Regions from separate parts of the Mus musculus genome. Here regions 1 and 3 are each linked to region 2. The links are chromatin contacts, called in public Hi-C maps. All regions are on one chromosome and are shown on one strand. The core of a region is the stretch at or near the end of the contact, and the rest is flanking DNA. Distances in the headings are between cores, read along the strand shown.

What was found. A called contact is a pair of places that touch in the nucleus more often than the background predicts.
Region 1: a Hi-C map of the N1E-115 cell line shows a contact between it and region 2, with 3 times the contacts expected there. The contact joins two enhancer-like sites. A contact is called at or near these places in 2 of 484 Hi-C or Micro-C datasets (the N1E-115 cell line and cerebral cortex).
Region 3: a contact with region 2 is called in a Hi-C map of the N1E-115 cell line, with 4 times the contacts expected there. The contact joins two enhancer-like sites. A contact is called at or near these places in 1 of 15 datasets of contacts at CTCF or cohesin (large pre-B cells), 1 of 484 Hi-C or Micro-C datasets (the N1E-115 cell line) and 1 of 115 datasets of contacts at active chromatin or transcription factors (embryonic stem cells).

The regions. Positions count from the first base shown.
Region 1 is chr2:20,116,597-20,120,461 of GRCm38.p6, reverse strand. It overlaps a transcript of Etl4 not described here. Among named protein-coding and RNA genes, the nearest start is that of Gm23970, 160 kb to the left of the region's middle. Within about 2 kb of position 2,086, at least 1 of the 459 cell types and tissues checked has an H3K27ac peak or open chromatin away from gene starts, as enhancers often do. A contact at or near this core is called in the N1E-115 cell line, where this site is marked.
Region 2 is chr2:20,664,397-20,668,438 of GRCm38.p6, reverse strand. All of the region lies in intron 4 of Etl4 (enhancer trap locus 4), which reads right to left. Among named protein-coding and RNA genes, the nearest start is that of Arhgap21, 300 kb to the left of the region's middle. Within about 2 kb of position 2,683, at least 89 of the 459 cell types and tissues checked have an H3K27ac peak or open chromatin away from gene starts, as enhancers often do. A contact at or near this core is called in the N1E-115 cell line, where this site is marked.
Region 3 is chr2:21,185,352-21,189,181 of GRCm38.p6, reverse strand. It overlaps Enkur (enkurin, TRPC channel interacting protein), which reads left to right. Exons shown (of 5, transcript NM_027728.2): 4 at 1-15. Among named protein-coding and RNA genes, the nearest start is that of Enkur, 18 kb to the left of the region's middle. Within about 2 kb of position 1,656, at least 16 of the 459 cell types and tissues checked have an H3K27ac peak or open chromatin away from gene starts, as enhancers often do. A contact at or near this core is called in the N1E-115 cell line, where this site is marked.

The sequences.
Region 1 (3,865 bases), core at 837-3,336, 550 kb after region 2:
AGTTTCTCTACCTATGGTAACTGAGATTTTTTTTCTGGGTACAATAGTCTGGGCTGGCATTTGTGTTCTTTTCGGGTCTGTATGACATCTGTCCAGGATCTTCTGGCTTTTATAGTCTCTGGTGAGAAGGCTGGTGTAATTATGATAGGTTTCCTTTATATGTTACTTGACCTTTTTCCTTACTGCTTTTAATATTCTTTTTGTTTATGCATTTGGTGTTTTGATTATTATGTGATTGAAGCAATTTCTTTTCTTGTCCCATCTATTTGGAGTTCAGTAGGCTTCTTGTATGTTCATGGGCATCTCTTTCTTTAGGTTAGGAAGTTTTCTTCTATAATTTTGTTGAAGATGTTTACTGGCCCTTTAAGTTGGAAATCTTCATTCTCTTCTATACCTATTATTCATATGTTTGGTCTTTTCATTGTATCCTAGATTTCCTGGATATTTTAAGTTAGGATCTTTTTGCATTTTGCATTTTCTTTGATGGTTGTGTCAATGTTTTCTATTGTATCGTCTGCCCCTGAGATCCTCTCTTCCATCTTTTGTATTGTGATGCTTGCATCTATGGCTCATGACTTCTTTCCTAGGCTTTCTATCTCCAGAATTCTCTCCCTTTGTGATTTCTTTATTGTTTCTACTTCCATTTTTAGATCCTGAATGGTTTTGTTCAATTCCTTCACCTCTTTGGTTATGTTTTCCTGTAATTCTTTAAGGAATTTTTGTGATTCCTCTTTATGGGATTCTACTTGTTTACCTGTGTTCTCCTGTACTTCTTTAAGGGAGTTATTTATGTCCTTCTCAAACTCCTCCATCATCATCAGAAGAAGTGACTTTAGATCTATATCTTGCTTTTCTGGTGTGGTGTTGTATCCAGGCCTTGCTATGGAGGGAGTATTGGGTTCTGATGATGCCAAATAACCTTGGCTTCTGGTGCTTCTGTTGTTATGCTTGCCTCCCACCATCTGATTATCTTAAGTGCTCCCTGAACTCATTATATCTGATTGGAGCCTGAACATCCTGTCATCCCATTTGAGCCATAACTCCTCAGAGTCTGGTTTTCACTGTGATCCTGTGATTCTGATATCCTGTGATCCTGAGATTCTGGGTATGTCAGAGTTTCTGGGAGTCAAGCTGACTCTGAGACCCTGAGATCCTCGTGTGACCAAGCACCTGGGATCCTGGCTTACTGGAATCCTAAGATCCTGGTTTTGTTAGAGTACCTGGGAGTAGAGACTCCTCTCCTCTGGGGACTGTAAGACTATCCACTGAGATTGTGCCCAAGGTAGAGTCCCACTGACCTGAAGAACCCCATTCTTTCTTTATTTTACCTCATCCAGTCATCATCTCATTAAAGAACTGCTACTGCTATTGTAAAGCCAACAAGGACATCCTGTGGCTAAGTAGGAAATTCTCAGTTCTCACTCTTTGGGTCTGCTTGTAACATTTGATATAGTTAGTCACTGTCATTTTTAACCAGCTAGATTTCAGAACTTATTGCTCATTGTTTTCCTCCGGTCTTACTGTAGATTCTTCTTTTGCCTGGTTATCACCCATCTCCATACCCTTTAGCATGCTCTGGACTCTAGCTCATGACTTCTGCTGTCTTCAGCCACATTCGCTTTCTAAGGCAGATTCACTTAATCTGTGCTGAACATGTGAACCGTGTTTAGAAATTCTTAAAAATATCAATGGGTGAGAACTACTACATTCCCATTAAAGAATTCTTAAGGAAGAATGTGGGAATTGGAGAACTGGTTCCTACTGTGATGTTCTCTTGTAGCCTCAGCTGTGAATGCTGCTCAGGATCGAAAATCTCCACTGTATGACTTCATTAAAGACCATGCCTTTGGACTCCAGACTTGAATATCAAATTGGTGATTGATCTCTGCATTTGGATATTTAGTAAATGTTTCCACCTCCATAGCTCTAAGACAGAATTCCTAATTCTACTCTCTCTAGTCTTGGTTTTGTTTGTTCGAGGTATTCTTTGTCTAGGCATCTGACAACTCCATTCTTCAGATGTATTTGTCAAAGACTTTAGAATCATTTTGATCACTTTTCCCATTAATATCCCACACTCAATGTGGAAACAAATTCCCACTACTTCTGCCTCCAAAATAGTTCAAGAATTTCTTGTTACTCATCATATCTGCTAGATCCAATCCCCATAACTTTGTCTGAGACAGATAATATCTCTCCCTCTTAGTTCTGTGCATCACTTCCTAATATTATATTCCCAGTAAGGGTTTCTCTGAATACCCTGTTCAAACAGTACCTTTCATTGTGTGACTTGTCCATGCTCTGGGATTTATTTGACTCCAATATACTTATCATCTGACATATCTCTCTGATTTAGGTTTGGAAGTACTAGGGACTGAGCCCATGCTGAGTAAGCACTCTATTACTGCTACAACAAACCAGAACACCTACATGTTTGCTGATCCTTCCCTCCTTTAGAAAGCAAATTTAAGAGGGCCTCCAATCTTAATGAGAAACTGCCACTTGAACTGATTAGATGCTCATTAGATATTTACTGACCAAATGTTCCACTCTTGCATATCCTGGCCTATAATCTCTCTGGCAACAACATTATGTAAATGGGTCAAGAAAAGAAGTCTGATCATTTTAAGCAAGAAGGAAGACCTTACTGAACCTCAAGTTAGAATACTTCAGTTTGATGGTATCCGCTGCTTTGACAGTACAGTGTAAATGACATAAAGTAAGATGGAGAGCAGACCATTTGGATACATATCTCTTTCTCTTTCCTGGATGCATCTTAATGTCATGTGCTAAGTGGGTCTTTTTGTTTCAATTAGAGCCTTCCCGCTGGGGTGCAAAAGCAGAGGGCACTGGCACATCTTTACTGTGAAAATGTGCATCTGTGTTACCTGGTAAAATCGCCTGCACTATCTATTGGTGCAGCTGAACTGTGTGCCCCAGGCAATCTGGCTCCTGTGGTGCCTCTGCAGAAATCTGATAAGAAACAGTGGAAAACCAATGTCTTGATGTGGCTGCAAGTCAGGGATTTCACTGTGCCTGCAAACACTCCACCATGAGCCTCCACATCACAAGAAGAATCTTTATCAACCCGGGTTTATTCCATATGTAACAAAACAGATGCCAGCCAACTCAGAGGATAGATTTGAAAAGCCTCTTTAATATCTGAGTGTCAATTTATATCTCATGCTATATCTATGAAAGTGAACATTCATTCCAAAGCTATCAGAGAGGATTAACTCCATTTTAAAAGACACCATTGTGCAGATCTGACACAGCAAAAGAAATATGGCATATGAAACCTATAAATATTACCATAAAAACTTAGAGGAAAATATATTAAGTTCTCAAGATACGGAGGCAGATAAACTGGAAACACAAACATGTTGATTACCAAGTCATCTCACTCACCCCATAGTCAGTATTTCTTGCTCTGGAAAGAGTTTTGCTCATGGATTGAAGATGTCAAACACAGGGTCCAGGGGACGAAACCTAGAAGAATTAGAAAGAATAAGTAGATGTACAGTATCAGGACACGGAGAGTAAGGCATCATCCTGCAGAATGAAAAGCCTGCATAAGACTGAGGTCAACAATCAGGTAGATGGTCATGTGGGTGGGGGTTGGGGTACTTTAGTCCTTCCAGGAGAAGGGCAATGGGTACTGTGCCATCAGCAAGGGTGCTGTCAAGGGCTTAGAAAGTCCAGCCTCACTTAGAGAGGGAAATGAGATAGTAGTGGCTCTTTGTTAGCTAAAGAAAAGCAGCCAGTGACATTATGCTGAAAAAGGCAGAGCCCACTGCTATGCAAACTGTCTTAGTCAGGGTTTCCATTACTGCACAAACATCATTACCAGGAAGCAAGTTGGGGA
Region 2 (4,042 bases), core at 1,434-3,933:
GCATACCTTGGAACATTGAGTCACAAAGGTCACATTCTCAAGCCTGGGCCTAAAGGCCTAGAACTTTGCTTTTACATTATACTTTTTCATCAGCAGCTTTATTCTATTTATAACTATCCAAACTTGAAATCAACAAAGATGTTTATCAGAGGGTGTCTTAGTTTGGATCTTACTGCTGTATACAGACATCACAACCAAGGCATCTCTTACAAAATACAACGTTTAATTGGGGCTGGTTTACAGGTTCAATCCATTATCATCAAGGTGGGAGCATGGCAGCATCCAGACAGGCATGGTGCAGGAGGAGCTGAGTTCCACCTCTTGTTCTGAAGGCAGCTTGGAGAAGACTCGATTTCAGGCAGCTAGGATGAAGGTCTTAAAGTCGATGCCCACAGTGACACACCTACTCCAGTAAAGCCACACCTCCTAATAGAGCCAATCCCTGGGCCAAGCATATTCAAACCATCACAGAGGGTGAATATGGATAAACTGACTGATCTAGATGATGGGATATTATTTAGTGCTAAAGGGAAATTAACTACCAGTAGCAAAAAGACATGGAAGAAAGTTAAATGTGTATTACTCCACTATTAATCTGAAAGGGCCAAAGTGTCTCTTTTTATTTATTTTTTTGTTTTTTGAGACAGGATTTCTCTGTGTAGTCCCAGCTGTCCTGAAACTCATTCTGTAGACCAGGTTGGCCTCGAACTCAGAAATCCGCCTGTCTCTTCCTCCCGAGTGCTGAGATTAAAGGCGTGCGCCATCACTGCCCAGCTAAGTTGTCTCATTCTTTTTTTTTTTTTTAAAGACTTATTTATTTATTTATTTATTACTTGTAAGTACACTGTAGCTTCAGATACACCAGAAGAGGGCGTCAGATCTCATTACAGGTGGTTGTGAGCCACCATGCGGTTGCTGGGATTTGAACTTCGGACCTTCGGAAGAGCAGTCGGGTGCTCTTGCCCACTGAGCCATCTCACCAACCCCAGTTGTCTCATTCTTAATGTAGGATGTCCTAGAAAAATCAAACTCTAACAACAGTGAAAGGAAAGCTCACTTGTGGTCAGGAGTTGGTGAGGAATGAAGGTTAAATGGGCAGACTACAGAACATCTTTGGGGCAGAGAAAATACTTTCTATTATGTACAATGGTGACTTCTCCTCACTGCCTGTCTGATCTAAGAGCATGCATAAAACCAACAGTACGCTCTAGCAGCAGCCAGGTGCTGTCAGTGGTATTGACATGGCAGGGCAGGGCTATCAGGTGGGCCACTATTCCTGGCCTAAAATGAACAGATGATAAAAATTATAGCCAGGTGTGGTGGCGCACGCCTTTAATCCCAGCACTCGAGAGGCAGAGGTAGGCAGATTTCTGAGTTCGAGGCCAGCCTAGTCTACAAAATGAGTTCCAGGACAGCCAGGGATATACAGAGAAACCCTGTCTCAGGAAAAAAATAAATAAATAAAAAATAAAGATCAAGGTAATGGACAAACTGATGCATTTGTATCAGTAGCTCTCAACTGTCCTACTGCTGCAACTTTTTAATACAGCTCCTCATGTTGTGGTGACCCCATGCCATAAATTATTTTCATTCCTACTTCATAACTGTAATTGTTGCTGCTGAGCGGTACCTGAATTCCTAGGACCATCAGAAACATGTGTTTTCCTGTGGGTGCTACCCACAGGTTGAGAACTGCTGATCTAACTGATAATATGTTAGGCGGATTCATTAAAATTTTCAACTCTAGCCGGCACGCATGCCTTTAATCCCAGCACACGGGAGGCAGAGGCAGGCGGATTTCTGAGTTTGAGGCCAGCCTGGTCTACAGAGTGAGCTCCAGGACAGCCAGGGCTACACAGAGAAACCCTGTCTTGAAAACGCCCCCCCCCCCCATCAATTCTGACCAATATGACAACACAGAGATACTCAAAGACACACAGCGCTTCCAAACAGCACCAACAAGGGCTTACTTACAAGGCCATGACTCTGAGGCTGGGGTGGAGGTGGGGGTGGGAGGGGTGGGTATAACAGCTACACTTGTAGTCCTCTGTACTGGGACTCGGGACTGTGCTTCTGTGCATCTTGTGTTAAATAAGACCAGACACAAGGGGATTTCTTTAATCAAGGCAAGGCTGAGTAAGGACCTTGGAAAGGAGAGTGCATGTGCAGGCTCCTGGTGACTCAGATTTTCCCTCCATTCCATAGGCTCAGCAACCCCAGTCAATTGTACCCTGGGCACTAGGTGCATCCCAGAGGAAATTCCTAAATTGGCCACAAGGAGGAAGTCGAGGGCAGCAGTAACATTGCTGACCCAAAAGCCCTCATTTTCTGAGGCCACAGCCTCTCTTTTGACCAACTTCTTATGTCTCTCATCTCCTGTCCTCTCCTCTTCCTGAGTCCTTTTGTTTCTCTCCAGAAGTTGGAAAATTCTATGCTAGTTGAATTCACTAGGTAACGGATTGAACCTCTTGACTATGGGTTTATAGGCACTCTGAAGAAAAACTGGCTTTAGACTGAGGCTGAGCAGTTTTCACAAGCACAGGGAACCACAAATGTTCACTCAGTAATCCCTTAAGCAAGACTTTGTTAGCCTCTTCTCTCTCTCCGGGAGGAGGGGTTCCCCTGCAGGGCAGGTATCCACCTGCAAGGCCAGCTGCCCTGACAGCCGAAGGAAATTCCTCCCTTGAAGACAAAGGGTCCATTATCCAACAGGCTCCGTTCCCAGGGATAGATAGGGGAGGCACACAGGAGTTTCTTATCTTTACTTTATTTGGCAAAACAGGCGGGGGGGGGGGGGGGGGGGAATCTTCACAGAGACCTGACATCCCCAACCCACCCCATTTCCTGCAAAGCACAAAGGAGAAATTCCACTGCCAGCCTGGCTCTTGCCTCAGGGATGACTGTGGCTAAAAGAGCACAGTGCTCTTTAACCCACATGGAAGCTGCAGGCTGGTGACAGTAGGAAGGCTCTGTCTGTCTTCCCCCTGTCCTGAGCAGTGTTCTCCCAAGTTGTATGCTAGTCCCTGGGGTCCCAGAGATAACACTGGAAGATGCAGCTAATGAGTGAGATCTGGGGTTCATACGTCCTGATTCTGTGACTTAACTGCCAGGCTAGAGAAACACACACACACACACACACACACACACACACACACACACACACACAGAGAGAGAGAGAGAGAGCATTCCCTATGTTCTTCTTCCGGTGGTGATGGCACATGCCTTTAATCCCAGCACACAGGAGGCAGAGGCAGGTGGATCTTTGTGAGTCCAAATCCAGCCTGGTCTATAGAGCTAGTTAGTTAGTTCTAGGACAGCCAGGTCCAACACAGTCCAAGCTGATTTCAAATTTACTCTGTAAGTCACTCTTACCTCACACTCAAAAAATCTTTCCGACTTAGCTTCACAACTACTGGGATTTCCAGTATGCATGATCACACCCAGCTTGAAATTCAGTGTTAAAAAATGATACTGAGTGCTTGCTGCTGCTAAGCACATACAGTAAGATTGGAGCAGCAGAGACTTCAATAGAGCCTCTCGCCAGCATGGAGTGCAAAGCCACAAATGGTCTGTATTTTACAATAATGATTATGTCTTATGAATAACAGGAATGCTGATAAGAAGACAATAGAAATGTTAATCACCCCAATGCATCAGGACCCTCTGTGTACTTGTGACATCACAATGTACCCCCAAAGTACATGGAATTATTAGATCTTAGTTTAAGATTTAATTGGAGATGAAATAATAAAATGGTAGGTGTCCTTACTTGATCAGAAAGTATCTTTTACATACATACGCCATTTACATTAGCATACTCCACACTGAACCTTATATACGTGTCCAGTTAGAAAGCAAATGAAGGAAAGGCTAGAGAGATGACTCCACAAGTTGAAAAAAGTTGCAAGCCTGATGGCCCGGGTTCAATTCTCAGAACTCACATAAAACCCCATGTGGTGGGTGGCAGGCGTCTACAATCCCAGCACTCTTCCCTCTTCTTTTCTCTTCTTTTCTTTTTTTAAATATTTTTTAAAGAAACATT
Region 3 (3,830 bases), core at 407-2,906, 520 kb before region 2:
GAGGCAGTTCTGCAGGTGAGCCTGTGGGCTTCAGGCCTCTCTAACTCTTCGTCCACCCCCCAGCCCTGCTACTGAAGCCGGGGCTTCCACTGTCTCAAAGCAGTCTCTTTGGGCTCTAGCAAAAGTGCTCAGTAAAGCTTACTCTTTGAAAAGGGAAAGGAAAAAATAAAAGCAAGCCATAATACAGAGATTCATAAAATATTTTGTTTCCAATTTGGTGCATTTAGGTTGTAAGGAAGCCCACTTTCTCCTACAACAAACTGGTATTTTAAAAGAGTGAGAAAATAGTTACTTCCATTCACTAAATTTATTTTTTAAAGTACTCATAACGGAGCTATTTTTCACTAGATGGAGCTCTAGAATAATTGAAGCTGTCTCCAAGCTGTATCTTTTCCATTCTAGTAACTCAGCTACCCAGGTTATTGCGTGAATGGATATTAGGTTTCACATATGGTTCCTCTATTTTGAATAAATGGGCCATTTGACATATCGTTGTTGTAGTTTAATGGAAGAGGTCTATCTGAAGTGTGAGGCATCAAGAGATGAGCAGGGCGTGACACTGTCATTTACACAGAGCAGTTACTAAGCACCTGCTTGTCCTCTTCTGCCACCACGCTGACCCTTAAAGAAGTGGCATAATGATTCTTTTTACATATATTTTGAAAGCTTTCTATAAGACAGTATCCAATGACTTCATAAAACAAGAGAATTCATTTGGGGAGATACCTCAGTAGTAACGAGCTTGTCTGATGATTGTGGCACATAAAACATGGAATGTGGTAGTACATGTTTTGTTTGTGCATAGGGCCCCTATGTGAACATGGAAGGCATTGATTGACAGGAAAGTCCCTGGAAGCTCATGGGCCAATTAGTCTGGCATATAGAGGAGACCCTATCTCAAATAAGGTAGGTAAGGACCAATACCTGCCATTGTCCTCTGACCTCTCCCCAGGCATCATAGCACCCACATACCCTTAATTATAAATACTACACACACAAACACACACAAACACGCACACACACATAACATAAAAAGCAAACTTTATCTTATTAGTAGCTGTTGAAAATGGGCCATATGCAATTATGATACTTAACATTTAAAGGATGAAATCATAAGCACAAATAAAGATTTATTAAATGTCCATTCTCTACACAATATTAGCCTGAGCCATGAAGATACCGCAAATGGTATGAGATCCAAGTTTTGCTACAGAAAGTGCTTTAATTGGATTAGTGAGACACGATCTCTAAAATGCACCAGATAGACAGGAATTGTGAGTGTGTGTGTGTGTGTGTGTGTGTTGTAGGTGTGTGGATCTCAAGCTTAAGAAAAGCCCAAGGTAGTTGTCAGCACCGAAAGATCTTGCTGTTGCGTGGAGCTGCAGAGTAAGAAGCACCTAGACAGCAGGGGGAGCTCTAGAGCTAGGGCTTCTCTCTGGAGGCGACATGATGGAGTTTTGAAAATATACAGGGAGGGGGTAGTCACGGCAGGCAGGAAATGCAGAATTATAGATCATTTGGTGGAGGAAAAGGCTCGTAGCCCATTATTTTTCAATTATTACTTGTCTTCAGGAAGCGCATCCCTCTGCAAAGGCCAGATCATCATGCCTGCAGGACTGCATGAGGGTGGAAAACAGGAACAGGAAGGCCTTCCTCAGAGTGCAAAGGCTCCTGTGCCTTTTGGCCATAGTGGAGAAACATTCTTTGCCTTCCTCTTCAGGTCACCCCAGGACTTCCATTTGATGCTTCACTGGCAACATAGTAAACCCTTCATGGAATGCCTTACTTTCCAGCCAGTGCATAGCTACCCGGTTATAAGGCTAATGGTGGCCCTACTGACGAGCCTTGCTTCCCACTCAACTCAGAACTGCAGAGTTCTATGGTACAATGGTTGCACATGTGCCCTGAGCTCCTTCTTCACACAAGTAACAGTCCCTTTGCACCTGATTCCAAACACCTCACTCTATAGATGAGGAGATTAAATGCAAATATAATAAGCAGTTCACCTGTGTGTTTATCCCTTCCTTAATATGTGGACATCTATGTGTTTATTGTCAAGAGCCTAACACACAAAATAAGCACAGTCCTTACTCTAGTGAACTGGTACACTTGCCTTTGGCCACATATCATTAAGTTGGTGAGTCAGGACTAAAGTCACACCTAACAAACCCTGGGCTGCTGTTTTTCCTACTACAGGCAAGTTGGGTAAAAGGGAAGTTGTATGAGTTCTGGGCTCCAGTGGAGAAACAGAACACGGACTCAGCTGGGGTTCTGAGGGGAGTTTTGGAAGGAATGGTAAAGAGAAGTGAAGTTCATTGAAGGGAACCAGCAAGGCCCTGAGACCTCCAAGACCAGGGAGAGGGAAATACAGCAACATTTATAGACATAAGGACTGCTGTGCGGTGGGGGGAAAAGGACCGTCAGTGTTCTCAGTACATAATGAGCTGGAAAGACCTCACAGTACAGGACACCTGAAAGTGTGTTCAGGAATGTAGATGCAAGAGGTAGAGGCACAATCTCTCTTCCCTCCCTCCAGAGCGCCTTCAAACTCAGAGGACAGAAGGACAAAAAGCAGGAAGTCCATTCTAGCTGTGTCACAAGGCAGGGCAGGAAGGTAGAGAGTGTGTGGGAGCCAAGGAGCCAAACACAGAAAGTGAAAGGCAATTTTTATGGGTCATAGCTCACTATTTGAAAATTTACATCACAAATAATATTATTTGAGTACAAAAACAAGAGAAACAAAAATGAAAAAAGTTAAAAAGACAAATTTCTATTGCTCCAATGGATAAAAGACCATTTTTGTAAACAACGACAAAAAAGGGTTTAAAAACAACAAAGGGGTTGCGTCAACATGATACAAAATTATATTGAGTTTCCATCCTTAGTTGTTGACTTTGATCCTGACAGTATTGTACATTCTAGAAGTTAAAAGCAAACTACCCATCAAAAAGAAGCCCACGGGGGCAAAGATGTGCTTCTGGGACTGCAAGTAATATGAAAATATTCCCCAACTCGCTTGAAACCCCTTTGATATTTGAAAGTGTATAAATGTATACATTTTCTCTCTGCAGTAGGTGGCCCTGTGGTGCACTGTGGAGACATGTTCAGGTTCTATAATGAAGGAGCAGGGGGAAGCAGAGTCTCTTTGAGGGCTTCTCTTCAGGACCCATGTCATGTGCTATTAAAAGCGTCTCTGACCTGACTCCCTCTTGAGAGAGTTAAAGTATAGTGATTTCAGCTTCTACCTTTCAGCATCTCAGATCGTTGCTTCAGTCTGACTCAAAGAAGTCACCTGGCCCATTGCTCCAGCCAACCAGTGTGTCTTATTTAGCATAGCCTAGCTTCTCATTGCTTTACCTAAACACAGAAGTAAATCACTGAGACTTCTTTGTTCCCCACAAAGAAGTTCTTATTCTACTTACTGTGACCTCATTATTTTATAAGATAAGATACTTCCAATCCTTTTTGTTTGTTTGTTTGGTTGGTTGGTTGGTTTGGTTTGGTTTTTTGGTTCTTTTGTTTTGTTTTGGTTGGTTGGTTGGTTGGTTTTGCTTAGCAAAATAGTGATACAAATCACTGGAAATCATTGCAACATTTTCATAAATGCACTTGCTGTGCTTTGATCATACCAACCCTTCATGGTCTTCACATGTCTCTCCCCCTCTTACTGATCTCTTGTCCTTTTGATTTCCTCCTCTGTTTGTTACCAGTGTTTACAGTTGGCATACAGAGTGATGGGAATCGTGATGTGCTTCATGCTATGTGGCTATATACTCTGCTCCAGTTTGTTCTCCTCCCCCACTGGCCTCTCCCATACTCGATGGCCTGCT